Regions from separate parts of the Mus musculus genome. Here region 1 is linked to region 2. Evidence: chromatin contacts called from public HiChIP or PLAC-seq data. All regions are on one chromosome and are shown on one strand. Each heading gives the region's core, a stretch centred on a gene start, on an enhancer-like site or on the middle of the called end of the contact. The rest is flanking DNA. Distances are from core to core; before and after follow the strand shown.

Evidence for each region. HiChIP or PLAC-seq counts read pairs in DNA pulled down with a chosen protein or histone mark.
Region 1: a contact with region 2 is called in an H3K4me3 HiChIP or PLAC-seq map of bone marrow-derived macrophages, with 2.4 times the contacts expected there. The contact joins the enhancer-like site here to the promoter of LTO1 in region 2. A contact is called at or near these places in 1 of 39 promoter capture datasets (liver), 5 of 484 Hi-C or Micro-C datasets (the AML12 cell line, bone marrow-derived macrophages, embryonic stem cells and 1 more), 10 of 115 datasets of contacts at active chromatin or transcription factors (the SCID.adh cell line, bone marrow-derived macrophages, double positive thymocytes and 4 more) and 2 of 9 other capture datasets (adipose tissue and liver).

What each region holds. Positions count from the first base shown.
Region 1 is chr7:145,088,275-145,090,974 of GRCm38.p6, reverse strand. No RefSeq gene overlaps it. Among named protein-coding and RNA genes, the nearest start is that of Gm46023, 21 kb to the right of the region's middle. Within about 2 kb of position 1,379, at least 69 of the 459 cell types and tissues checked have an H3K27ac peak or open chromatin away from gene starts, as enhancers often do. A contact at or near this core is called in bone marrow-derived macrophages, double positive thymocytes, liver and 2 more, where this site is marked.
Region 2 is chr7:144,913,704-144,916,403 of GRCm38.p6, reverse strand. LTO1 (ABCE maturation factor) reads right to left here and starts at 1,304. Exons shown (of 4, transcript NM_001357869.1): 1 at 1,075-1,304. The coding sequence starts at 1,166. Bc1 (brain cytoplasmic RNA 1) reads right to left here and starts at 1,934. Exons shown (of 1, transcript NR_038088.1): 1 at 1,781-1,934.

The DNA of each region.
Region 1 (2,700 bases), core at 130-2,629, 170 kb before region 2:
TGCCTTCTGGGGCTGGAACTACGGGTGGACTGTTACTTGTGCCTGACATTTAAACAGGCTCTTATATGAACAGCAGCAGGAATAACTTTAGATATTAGGTTATTAATATCCAAACTCCCATCCTCACACTCATGGTTCAAGAGCATTAATTAATCATGGAGGTATCTCCTCAGTCCTGTTCTTGCTTGCTAATTTAAAAAATGTTTTAGATCTTTACATTCCAGATAAACCTGAGGCTTAACTCTTCGGTTTTTACTGGGATTGGGTTGAATCTACAAACTTGAAGACAATAGACATCTTAATAGTGAGTCTCCATTACATGTGGAACTCATCTCTGGCGTGTTCCATAGTTTTCAGGATGGATTCTTGGCTGTTTTTTCTTAGATTAGTCCTATGGAGTTGTTTTTTTTTTGTTGTTTTTTTTTTTTGTTTTTTGTTTGTTTGGTTTTTGTTTTGGGTTTTTTTTTTGGTTTTTGTTTTGTTTTGTTTTGTTTTGTTTGGAGAGTGGTGCTATTCTAAATGCAATACCTAATATTAAAGTTATTCTAGTTTTTGCTACTGATCAAATAAGATTCTGTTTGCTTCTGAGCTCTTCACTATTCTGGAAGCCCCCCTCCCCTTGTTTGTCTTATTGCAATGGCCAGGATCTCTAGTTTAGTGCTAACTGGAAGTTAAAGCACATAGGCACTTCCCCTTTTCCTTGGTCTCAAGGCAAAGAGCTTGACTGTGTCAGGCCTGCATTTTTACCAGAGTGAACTGTGATGTGGGTAAGGCAGAAGGAGCTGTGGGCCTCACACTTTTCTGTGGAACAAGACCCTTGGTGAATCTTGACAGGTGTGCATCATGAAACATGGCTGTGTCAGTCAGATTTCCTCAGATACAGATAAGACTCTACTCTGAGCTGTGGGCTATGGAAGCTGAGTAGTTCCCTGACCTGATGATTCCAGACTGGGATGCCAAGAGAGCCAGGGTATCCAAAGGACAAGACAAAGTGCAGGTGTAGAAGAGATGCCTACCCCCTTTGTTAGAATCAGACATGTAAGTACCAAGCGCTTTGGTGACAACCTCTCAGATGCAGAAGAAGTCGAATCTGAGCTGCTGCCTGGACAGCTCAAGCAAATGTGAATGGCCAATGCTCACACCAAAAACTCAGAGGACACAAATGTGGTCCTAGGCCTCTCCTACATGCAGCAGGCACTGTAACCACACAATCACCTATTTAACTGCAGCTGTTCTTCCTGGGCCAACTCAGCTGAGCCACATGAGGTGTTGTTACCGTCTGGCATCTATCTTCCAAGCAGAATGTCTACAAGATATGCTCATATTGGGACTGTGAAGACAGCTTGTTATTTCCACATCTGGTTGGTACCACATCCTGTGAGTACAACCCACCCTGAAGTCACATCGACTGCTGAGAGACAGCTGGGTTGTCTCCCATGCAGGGTACCAGGCCGGGCCAGTTAGAAGCCACATGGGACTGAGAGTTGACAAAGTTCTCTCTCCAAGTCACAGGGCTTGACTCAAATCCTAGCTGTGCCAGCAGGCAAATGACTCAACTTCTTGCAGCCATGGTTTCCTCTTCCATGAAGTAGGCATAGAAGGCAGAAGTTACTCAGAGACATGAGGCATGAATATTGCAGTCCACCCAGCTGGGAGTGTCCATGCCAGCAGCAGAACTGTCACAGCGGGTAGAGGTGGCAGTTCTGAAGGTGGGTGCTGGGGTCAGTGCTGGACTGGGTTTACAGAGATGTTAGAAGATACCCTAGCTACTTTTAATTATTTAATTTTATTTTACATTTGTGTGTGTGTGTGTGAGAGAGAGAGAGAGAGAGAGAGAGAGGAGAGAGGGAGGAGAGAGGACAGAGAGAGATAGAGAGAGAGAAGAGAGAGAGAGAAGAGAGAGAAAAGAGAGAGAGACAGACAGACAGGGCTATATTGCTTACTCTGGTGTATGGTACTTAGAGACCAAGGACCTTCGCTGCATTGCCAGAATAGGTATGGCTGTGGAACACACAGGACTAACTCCAAAGATGCCCAAAGTCTCGCTGACCACATATCATGAGTGAGGTACAGCCAAGGCTCCAGGGGCCCTGCTTACCCAATACTACTTGCCAGCCTCAAGACACTAGCCCACAAAGGGGCCCATATGCGTATCTGTCTGGGCCCCACTTCCCCACAGCCCAGTGTGCATATCAACCCCATTCTGCCCATATCAGGCTGTCAAGAAGCTCAAAGAACCAACATGTCTCTCCAGAATCTGAGGTTATGGGTCTGTGGAGTTTGTGAGGGTCTCCTGCCCTGTCCATTCTCAGGCCTGTTGGGTCCTGTAGGTACCAATCACTGTACAGGGTGTACACTGCACAAGTCTAGCTGTGTCCTGTGTCAATCTTACTATAGTCTTGGGGCTCCTAGAACTCCTGGCACCTCAACTCCTGTATGCAGACCCCTCTTTTCTCCCCCTCATTTATCAGTGCGAGTTTGTGTCAGGTGTGCAGGAGCCCTGAAATGTCAGACACTCAAAGGGTACCTGACCATTCAGGAGACTTCCATGGACTTGTGTTTCCCATGCACATTGAGGCCTGTTCAGGGTGAGGGTGTGAGTAGAGGCCTGCAGTCCCTAGGCTTTTGAGGGCCCTGCTGAGGGTTCCCAGGGATGTACTGAGCGTTGTTGGACAGGCAGAGTCTCAGGTGAGTCAGTTC
Region 2 (2,700 bases), core at 55-2,554:
CAGGCAAGATACCTCTTCCTGCCTTGTATTATCCAGATCCCACTGGACCCAGCAGTCTGGGTAGTAGGAAAAGCTTAAAACTCAAGTCACAGAATACAGCTTCTAGGTCTAGCTCTTCTACACCCTGGCCCATTACTGTGCCCATTAGTCCCATTTTTGAGGCAGTATCTCACTGTGCAGCCAAGGCTGGCCTCCAATTCAAGCAGCCCTGCCTCTAGCTCTTGAATGCTGAGATTACAGGTGTGTGCCACCATCTCCAAGAGGAGCCCTGATACATATGGGCTACATTCTGTGGCAAACACTCTACTAACTGAACTACAGCCCCAACCCCTAGAAAGCCAGGTTATCATCTGTAACTGTAGGTAGGCTACACAGATGACTACCAAACCCAGCCGAGCACCAGAACCCACAAGGAAAATGTAAAGATACAAACTCAAGCAAGCTCGGAACACACTAGGAATCTACTTTTGAAAATGTAGGTGTGAGGGTAGGTGCATCTGAGCCTACATGCCATCATAACTCAACCTGTTTGTTTCTAAAACACTCCAAGCACCCAGGACTCCTCACACCTCTGTAGAGGTACAGAAAATGTCCCCAAGATCAAGACAGTATGCCACCACTGGGATGCTCTGGGTAGGTGGGTATTATTGTGTCTAAGAGTTCAACCCTCAAACTGGCAATAAATTGCTGCCGGCGCTGTTGAAGGAATGTTCTGGAAGCCCCCATGTGAGGCAGTGAACAGCTCCCCATTTGGGGGCGTGGGCATCTGCCAGGACCCGACTCCCTAAACCGAGCCTGAGCAGTCACCCGGGGAGGTACCCAACCCACAATGAGCAGCCAGCCTGGAGAGGCCAAGATGACCTGGGCCACCGTCCCGCCCAGGCGTTCCCTGGGGACTTTTCAGGATCCAAAGGGGCCTGCCCGACATATCCATCAGCAGACCCATGAATACCGCCGTATGTGCGGCAATTAAAGGACAAGAAAAAGTGGCAGCTCGCAGATGGCGAAGGCGGGTATCCCCGAGGACTGCCCAGCAGCTGCCGGGGCGGGGCGGAGCCGGGTCTCTCTGCCCACCTCTCATCCGCCATCACGACGGCGTCAAATATGTCCTGCTCCACGGCCATGGCGGTGTCTCGGCTCTCCCCCGGCCCTCGCATTCCTTTCATTCTGTGTAGTAATCGCCAACTGGCGAGACGCGATCACAAACGCCCGGATTGTCAGAATGAAGAAGACACTTCCGTGTATGCCGCGCGGAGCAGGGCGGGTAAGGACGGCAAGCTAAAGAAGCCAAAAAAAAAAAAAAAGCCCATCCCACTGCGCATGGGTAGATGCTACATGGGCGGGGCTAGCCCGAGGGAAGCCTTGCTCCTCCTCCTTGGTACCGCTCGCTCCGTGGTGGGTGGGGCGGGTCAGGTCGCTTGGGGCACGTCGTCTGGGTCGCTCGCGGTGTCCAGACGAACCCTGCTTTTATTTTCAAAATCCAAACAGATGGGACCGAATTCACAAACGTGGGTCTTAAAGAAATGAGAAAAGTTACCAAAGATCTGGCACAGGGGCGTTCCCAGGAAATGGAGGAAGGGCCCAAGGGGCAGGCTTCAAGGAGGGAGGAGTATCCGGCATCCTCTGCTGTCACCGGACTGTCAATCACCGCATCTGTACACTGCACCGGACCCTCCCTGAGGGCTGGAAACGATTTGATACTGCGATATCCTAAAGGGCAGATAATAAATATTGCCCCCAGACATGAAAATGCCCTTGGGGGGGGGTCTTTGAAAATGAAAAAGGTTGTGTGTGCCAGTTACCTTGTTTTTTTTTGGTCTTTTTGTTATTTTGTCTTTTTTTTTTTTTTTTTTTTTTTCCAGAGCTGAGGACCGAACCCAGGGCCTTGCGCTTGCTAGGCAAGCGCTCTACCACTGAGCTAAATCCCCAACCCCGAACGCTAGCACTTGCTGCCAGTATTTAAAGCAAAACTGAAGTATTTCATACACAGTCAAGTATCAGGTGGTTCCGAAGGGCTGGCCGGCAGGAGGAGCCACTTTGTCCAAGCGCTCCAATCTCACAGGCACCCACTCTTCAAACAGCAGAAATTGAAGTTAGTTTTCTCATCATTTCCATCAGAGATACCTTCCAAAGTATAGTTTTAAAGAGTATTCCACAGTACAGTAAGTTCCTTAGGCAACAATTGCTAACAAGTTAATCAGCTCCTGTATAAAAGAGACCAGAGATACAACACTGTAATTGATGGAGGGCTGAATAAGTAAACACGCCACTTGAACTGAATTTCATCTGTGCAAATGAATCCTTAACTATAACAAAATGCTTTTTGAAAATGAGAACTACTGTGTCAGACAGAAGAGAGAAGTTTGAGTCTGGTGATGAACATGATGGCATGTTGACTGAAGAAGAGATAAGCCTGGAGAACAGCCTAGAATGTCTCCTAGGAGTAAAACTTCCGTGATAAAAATAAAATCACAAACTTCAGGAAGGATAGAGCAGTGAGCACTCGCCATGACAGGCAAGTATGGTTTCTCAGGAAAATAAAGTGAGTCCCTCACACTCTGCTCACGCTGCTCACACTGCTCATCAGAAGAGTCTACACCAAGTAAAAAGTTAACCACAAAAAGAAAAAGGAGGCCAGGTGCGGTGGCAAAGGTCTTCTTTTAATCCCAGCACTTCGGAGGCAGAGGCAGGCAGATTTCT